Regions from separate parts of the Arabidopsis thaliana genome. Here region 2 is linked to region 1. The links are chromatin contacts, called in public targeted proximity ligation maps. All regions are on one chromosome and are shown on one strand. The core of a region is the stretch at or near the end of the contact, and the rest is flanking DNA. Distances in the headings are between cores, read along the strand shown. Region 1 holds the start of 4CL1 (4-coumarate:CoA ligase 1). Region 2 holds the start of IAR3 (peptidase M20/M25/M40 family protein).

Region 1 (4,351 bases), core at 590-3,089:
TTGAGAAATGTATAAAACATGACTTTGCATAAATAGTCTTTTACTAATTACTATGTAAATAATTCCTAAGACTGGTTTCATGGTACATATTATCGTTTTATCCTTGTTTTAAGAATATTCAGATGTTTGGTCTATGGAATATAGTCTATTCTTCATGTTTAAAACTATTATTTGATAAGAAAATATGTACTAATATGTTTTTGCATACAAATGTTGATCAGTTCGTAGCATTTGAATTAATACATTCTCAATCACTTTCAAGCATTATTATGTAATAAATGATTCATGTCGAAAAGTAATAGTATCACTGTCCATTACATTTGGCATATATATTTTTTTGTCAAAGCCTTACATTTGGCATATTGACGAAGCAGTTTTGTATTCACTTATATTTTGACATCGCTTTCACAAAAATAAATAGCTATATATGATTATTATCCATTAATTGTCTCTTTTCTTTTGCTGACACAATTGGTTGTAAATGCAATGCCAATATCCATAGCATTTGTGTGGTGAATCTTTTTCTAAGCCTAATAGTAAATAAATCTCAATACAAGAACCCATTTACGAACAAATCAAACCAAGTTGTGATGGGTTAGTACTTAGTAGCCCGTTTGAAATGTAGAATTTTTGATGAGATTTTACGTTTTATATAGATTTTTCTCAGAAAACAAAAAATTCTTGCATCTTGCATTTTGGTCATTTGTAAATATTTTTTTAGTCTTAAAAAAGACCCAAATTCTTATTAATTTCAAAATTTTCGGTCTCTAATACCTCCGGTTTTAAAAAAAAACATATCAGTTGAAGGATGAGTTTGGTGAAGGCTATATTGTCCATTGATTTTGGAGATATATGTATTATGGTCATGATTATTACGATTTTTATATAAAAGAATATTAAAAATGGTGGGGTTGGTGAAGAAATGAAGATTTATCGTCAAATATTTCAATTTTTACTTGGACTATTGCTTCGGTTATATCGTCAACATGGGCCCACTCTTCCACCAAAGCCCAATCAATATATCTCTCGCTATCTTCACCAACCCACTCTTCTTCTCTTACCAAACCCATTTCCTTTATTTCCAACCCTACCCCTTTATTTCTCAAGCTTTACACTTTTAGCCCATAACTTTCTTTTTATCCAAATGGATTTGACTGGTCTCCAAAGTTGAATTAAATGGTTGTAGAAATAAAATAAAATTATACGGGTTCAATTGTTCAATTGTTCATATACCGTTGACGTTCAATTGTTCATATACGGGTTCCGTGGTCGTTGGTAATATATATGTCTTTTATGGAACCAAAATAGACCAAATCAACAACAAATGAAGAAATTGTTAGAGTATGATACACTCATATATACCCAAATATAGCATATATTTATAATATAACTTTTGGCTATGTCATTTTACATGATTTTTTTGGCTTATCTATTAAAAGTATCATACAAACTGTTTTTACTTCTTTTTTTTCTTAGAATATATATGCCCAAAATGGAAAAGAACATATGCCAAGGTTGATTTTATCGCTTATATGGTAAAAATTGGAAAAACATACAAATCATTACTTTATTTAATTAAATCATGTGAAGAAACATATTCAATTACGGTAATACGTTATCAAAACATTTTTTTTTACATTAATTGTTACATTTTTTTTTTTTGCAAATATTCTTAAATAACCATTCTTTTTTTATTTACTATAATTAACATAAAAATAAATAAAATATAACATTTCAACAAAGAAATTTGCTTATGAAAAATACAAAATCCAGTTAATTTTTCAGAAAAATACAAATTTGCTTATAAATATATTACCACTAGTTTATGTGATTTTAAAAGAAAGAAATGCAGCTTACCAAACGCAACGTGAAAATTTGAGAAACCCATACTCAAAAAAGATTAAATGACAAAATCACCCTCAGCAAAATCATGAAACAACAACACTAACATTTTCACCAACCCCACCGTCTACTCCGGTGAATTGTCTATATGAACTCCTCCGATACAACTCCTGTTTCCTTCAGGCCAAAGCCTAAAATTCACACAACCAAAAAAACCAACCTTTTTTTTCCACCTAAATCTTTGAATATCACAATATTTACTATTTACAATGGCGCCACAAGAACAAGCAGTTTCTCAGGTGATGGAGAAACAGAGCAACAACAACAACAGTGACGTCATTTTCCGATCAAAGTTACCGGATATTTACATCCCGAACCACCTATCTCTCCACGACTACATCTTCCAAAACATCTCCGAATTCGCCACTAAGCCTTGCCTAATCAACGGACCAACCGGCCACGTGTACACTTACTCCGACGTCCACGTCATCTCCCGCCAAATCGCCGCCAATTTTCACAAACTCGGCGTTAACCAAAACGACGTCGTCATGCTCCTCCTCCCAAACTGTCCCGAATTCGTCCTCTCTTTCCTCGCCGCCTCCTTCCGCGGCGCAACCGCCACCGCCGCAAACCCTTTCTTCACTCCGGCGGAGATAGCTAAACAAGCCAAAGCCTCCAACACCAAACTCATAATCACCGAAGCTCGTTACGTCGACAAAATCAAACCACTTCAAAACGACGACGGAGTAGTCATCGTCTGCATCGACGACAACGAATCCGTGCCAATCCCTGAAGGCTGCCTCCGCTTCACCGAGTTGACTCAGTCGACAACCGAGGCATCAGAAGTCATCGACTCGGTGGAGATTTCACCGGACGACGTGGTGGCACTACCTTACTCCTCTGGCACGACGGGATTACCAAAAGGAGTGATGCTGACTCACAAGGGACTAGTCACGAGCGTTGCTCAGCAAGTCGACGGCGAGAACCCGAATCTTTATTTCCACAGCGATGACGTCATACTCTGTGTTTTGCCCATGTTTCATATCTACGCTTTGAACTCGATCATGTTGTGTGGTCTTAGAGTTGGTGCGGCGATTCTGATAATGCCGAAGTTTGAGATCAATCTGCTATTGGAGCTGATCCAGAGGTGTAAAGTGACGGTGGCTCCGATGGTTCCGCCGATTGTGTTGGCCATTGCGAAGTCTTCGGAGACGGAGAAGTATGATTTGAGCTCGATAAGAGTGGTGAAATCTGGTGCTGCTCCTCTTGGTAAAGAACTTGAAGATGCCGTTAATGCCAAGTTTCCTAATGCCAAACTCGGTCAGGTATATTTTTTTTGGGAAATACGGAATCATACGAATTTGGAAAATCGAAATAACTATACGGAATGAAATCTCATAATTAACTGAAAAACATAACATAAGTAAATACCTATATACAGTTTGTATTTTGATCAAATAAAGTAAAACCAAATTATTCAACTGTGTGCGATTTTTTTATATTTTCTGCATAATCACATTTTTGGCTACTCAGATGACATATTTTTATTTATTTCTTATAGTAAAAAAAAATATAAATGTTATACAAAATTTGACCAAAAACGTTTTTAAGAAATTTGCCACTTCAGTTTTAAATTTTACGTAACTAACTTTAATTTATTAAATGATTAGGGATACGGAATGACGGAAGCAGGTCCAGTGCTAGCAATGTCGTTAGGTTTTGCAAAGGAACCTTTTCCGGTTAAGTCAGGAGCTTGTGGTACTGTTGTAAGAAATGCTGAGATGAAAATAGTTGATCCAGACACCGGAGATTCTCTTTCGAGGAATCAACCCGGTGAGATTTGTATTCGTGGTCACCAGATCATGAAAGGTTACCTCAACAATCCGGCAGCTACAGCAGAGACCATTGATAAAGACGGTTGGCTTCATACTGGAGATATTGGATTGATCGATGACGATGACGAGCTTTTCATCGTTGATCGATTGAAAGAACTTATCAAGTATAAAGGTTTTCAGGTAGCTCCGGCTGAGCTAGAGGCTTTGCTCATCGGTCATCCTGACATTACTGATGTTGCTGTTGTCGCGTAAGTTCAAATTTTTAACCGTTGTTCGTTTTGCAGTCGCTAATTGAATTGCGCCAAAATATGTTGTTGAACCAACAACTACAAAACGGACATTGTTTGATCATGACCAAATAATGTTGTTGGTTCAACAATATATTTAGGCTAATCTATGTTCTGAGTACTAATCTATTATTAAAGTATGTTGTTGAACCAACATGAATGATTAAAACATAATTTAAGCATAATGACAAAAGGAGATCAATGATATCAATAACAGAGCCGATCTTGATTTCTCTAGCATCTCTGTTTCAAACTGCTTACACTTTTTGTTGTTACGTGTATGATTAAACAGAATGAAAGAAGAAGCAGCTGGTGAAGTTCCTGTTGCATTTGTGGTGAAATCGAAGGATTCGGAGTTATCAGAAGATGATGTGAAGCAATTCGTGT
Region 2 (4,266 bases), core at 845-3,344, 38 kb before region 1:
GAAGCCAATGTTTGTTGGCATCAAAGTTCATCTTTTTTGTTACTCTTATTTAGAGTTGAAGCTTTTAGTTCAAGAAGATATCTTGTGGCCATGGAAGCATGAAGGGAAGCACCATAAGGTAGTAATTCTTCGTTAACTTCAAAGTACGGCGAGTGAGGGCTCGCCATTGGTGAACGAGCTTTGTTTTGCATTCCAACGAAGCTAAAATGTCCCGGGATTGCTTGTTGGTAGAAAGAGAAATCTTCTGATCCCATTAATGGTTGCATCTCGACGTAATTCTCAATCCCTAACATATCGCCTGAAACGTTCTTGAAAAACTGGTGTAAGGCTTTGTCATTTACAGTTGGTGGGAAAAAAGGTTTCTCCTCTTCAATGAAATCCACTGTTGCATTACACATATTCACGCTCGCTTGCCTTGTGATAACCTGAAACATTGGATTTGCAAAGAGAGTTAAAACAGTTCGGTAAGACAAAAGTTTACACATCAGAGGGTAAAGTTACTGACCTGCTCAATTCTTTTCTTGAGTTGCATAAAGCTTTTAGTTGAAAAAGCTCGGAATGTACCACCGATAGTAACAGAGTCAGGAATCACATTGAAAGCACCACCGCCTTCAAATTTAGCAACTGTAACCACCTGTAAGCACTCGCATAGATAAAATCAATCCACATGCTATATAGAGACATTTGAAGAGCCAAAGATTATATTTATTACCTGAGAGTCTAAAGGATCTGCCTCTCGTGAAACGAGGTGTTGTAAGCTAACAATAACATTTGAAGCTGCCAGTATCGGATCTATGGTATGCTGCGGAAGAGCTGCGTGGCCTCCTTTCCCGCTTATCTTAGCTTTGAAAAAGCCACTACCAGCCAACATAGGACCCTCTCTCGAGCTCACTTGACCTAATGCCAATTGATTTGTGACATGTAATCCAAAGATTGCACTCACATTCTCCAACACTCCAGCCTCCACAATCTTCTTTGCACCTCCTCCTCCTTCCTCAGCTGGTTGGAAAACTAGAACCACTGTGCCCTGATCAAGAAAATGTCCAACAAGTTTCAAGAATCCAAACATCATGATGATTTCGACAGACTCAAATTTTAAAACTAGGAAAATCCAGTGTCAAAACTAAACCTGTAGCTCTTCTTCATGTTCTTTGAGCAATTTTGCAGCACCGAGAAGCATCGTAGTGTGAGCGTCATGTCCACAAGCGTGCATCTTCCCTGGAACCTTACTCTTGTGTTCCCATTCCACCATTTCCTACACAATCCAACATAATCTGTCCAATAAGAATCCACCCAAAACAAAACAACACTTACCATAATTCCACCAACAATTCAAGAAACTGCAAATCACATCAGAAATCAGATCCCACAGAGAAGTAAACTCAACAAATCTTCAACTACACTATAGATACATATAACCAAAACCGAAAACACAAAACTTCAAGTATCAAACAGAAAAACAAAAACAAAAAAAGCCACACTGTTCCATGAGAAGCTAAGAGAACAAGTCAATTCCAGATTTTGAGAGCAAATACCTGCATAGCAAGTGCATCCATATCAGCCCTTAAAGCAACAAAAGGAGCATGACCAGTTCCAACATACCCAACAACACCAGTAACAGCAACTGGGTACTTATAAGAAACACCCATCTTCTCCAACTCTGCTCTAACAAGCTTAGATGTCTCTACTTCCTCATAACCTAACTCTGGATTCTCATGGATTCTCCTTCTGATTCCAACCATCCAATCGAAAAAATCATTCCTTTTAGCCAAAGTAAGAAACTTTGAAGGTATTTGAGATAACCCATTAGAGGAACATGAAATCAGAGTCGGATTAAGCAAGTGAAGGATCAAAACAAAAGAAACCCATTTGAAGAAACTCATGACTTATCTCGGATTCGATTGATTGATACTTGAATCAATCGAATCGTGTAGAGAAAAAGAAGAGATCGAAGAAGTTAAGAGAGGTGTGCGTGATGATGAAGCAGGGGTACAAGAAGCAAAAAAGTGGTATTTAAATCCCAAGTAGCCAAAGCTCAAAGCCAAACACAACTTAACTTCGTCTCTATTTTCTCATGAAGTCTTTCATTTTATTTTATTTTATTCTATTTTAATTTTTTTTTGGTAATTTTCCTCGAATCCCAAAATTATTTGTAAGAAAACATTCGTTTACGTGACTGATTTAATGATTAATTTGATAACTTTTTTTTTGTTGAAAAGAGTGATGGGATCTTCTTTTCTTTGGATTAAAACTTAAAAATTGTAAATAAGCCAAACAAGCCACCATTCTTTCCCTACATGTCTCTTGTTGAAGTTTCTGCATTTGGAAATTGTGTAATTTTAACGTCAAAGAAATTATTATCTCACTGTTTTATACAAGTAGCCAAATTGAAGTAAGAAAAGTAGCCAAACTCAAATTATATGAACCGTAAAGATTATTTTTTAATTATTAAACATAATAAGAAAAAACAAAACAAGTTTGTGTTTTTGATAAAGTGCATTTCACTATCGTGTACTAATTTTCAAAATCTTTTTTCTTTTGGATTGGAGGAATTATTTTTCGTTTTCATATTCATTTTTAAGTTCTTCTTGTGACACGTGAAAAAAGAAAAGTATAACATTGAATGGTTCTAATCTAATTGGTGGACGGTCCATTTTGCTGTTGGTACGAACAGCTATAACGCACGTGGAGAACGTGTTTAATAAATTCAATTTAGTGTTTTTTTCCTTCTCTTTTTTGATAAAAAGTTGATTTTTCTGTTCTTCCCATATTTAAACAATAATATATTGCAAGATTAGTTGACGTAATAATCCACTAGCACTAGAGCTTGAATAATTATCCGAGTTCTTATTCGATCATGAAAATAAGATGTCTATAGTGACCGGATCTTAGATTGTAAAATCATGGATCCGTCGAAACAAGTTCGAGATCAAGATAAATGAACCCTTATTTAGGACAATTAAATATTTTTATACAAATTTTCACTCTTAATCTTAAATTTCCATCTCATGTGGTAAGAGCCGCCCCAAGAGATTTGAGTGTCTAAAGCATTTTTAAGTTCATACATTTAGAAAAGTCACAAAATAACAAAATTGAGATTTAAACTATGCACCATAAAAACAATTATCTACATTTAGAGCTAACCACTACACTATAAAATGTTTTCAGAAATTGATGCCCTTTGTACTACATATATTTTTTGGCGCCTAAAGCAAAGCCTTTACCAGTTTTAGGCTAGGACCGGCCCTGTATACGGTAATGCATTTCAAAACACAAAATAAATGATTAAAGATGGCATGATGCCCATATCTGTATCTGGAACTAGAACGAGAACTCTCGTATTTAATAGCAACAAACCTACCAAAATGGGTTGGTAACCTAGTTGTAGCTCAAGTGGTTGATTCCTTTGCGCTCCGGATTCAAACCTTCTTTTAGGACGGAAAGACATTTATTAAATAGTAATGAACTCAAAATTGATTCCAGACACTAAAAAATATATAAGGTCAAAAGATCTGAAATTCGCACAATTTAACATAAAAGAAAAGAAAAAAAAAAAAAAGCTTAGAAGAATCTAAATAAGACTTACAATCAATGGAACGATATGCGCCTTAAGCTCAACTCATTGATTGCTTTGAGAGTCTACATTCCGGAGTATCATCATTTTAGTGGAATGATATAATCAATTAGCCACTTTTGTCCAAGCTGGATGTAATCAATCATCTCTTAAGGTTATACCCAAAAAGTTATACCTCAAAAATTCTAGATCCTCTCAAAAACTAAAATAAAATATTAAAATCTCATGATCAATAAGTAACAATAATAGAATTCAAAAGGAAATAGGAACTAGGAACGTTACATCTGCGAAAGTGTAACACAATCTTAGACCATTCAACATATATTTCCAAAGCTCTCCTACACCTTCTTGTCTCTTAAACGAAATCTTGGCACACCAAATATGTGTCTTAGATTCGCGACTTTGATCGCAAGACACCATCACCACCATCGACCAAACTATCACTCTTCTTCTTCCTCCGTCAAAATAAGTTTTAAGACATATCTCTGAAAGCACATATGTACATGTTCTATCCCGTCCCGTTCCATTTCTTGTTTTTCCATTCCCCAATTTTTGCAAGTAAACCATAAATGCATACTTTATTTATTTTTTTGAAGAAAATGTCAAATTATATTCAAAAAGAAAAATAACTTTTTACATCAGCTTAATCTTATGTGAGTTGAAATAGTTGTTTTGATAAGAAATTACAATCT

The links.
Region 2: a targeted proximity ligation map of shoot shows a contact between it and region 1, with 10 read pairs.

What each region holds. Positions count from the first base shown.
Region 1 is chr1:19,159,225-19,163,575 of TAIR10.1, reverse strand. It overlaps 4CL1 (4-coumarate:CoA ligase 1), which reads left to right and starts at 1,839. Exons shown (of 4, transcript NM_104046.3): 1 at 1,839-3,167; 2 at 3,513-3,925; 3 at 4,257-4,351. The coding sequence starts at 2,112.
Region 2 is chr1:19,197,179-19,201,444 of TAIR10.1, reverse strand. It overlaps IAR3 (peptidase M20/M25/M40 family protein), which reads right to left and starts at 2,094. Exons shown (of 5, transcript NM_104055.4): 1 at 1,536-2,094; 2 at 1,130-1,255; 3 at 713-1,027; 4 at 506-634; 5 at 1-425. The coding sequence starts at 1,883. The coding sequence ends at 21.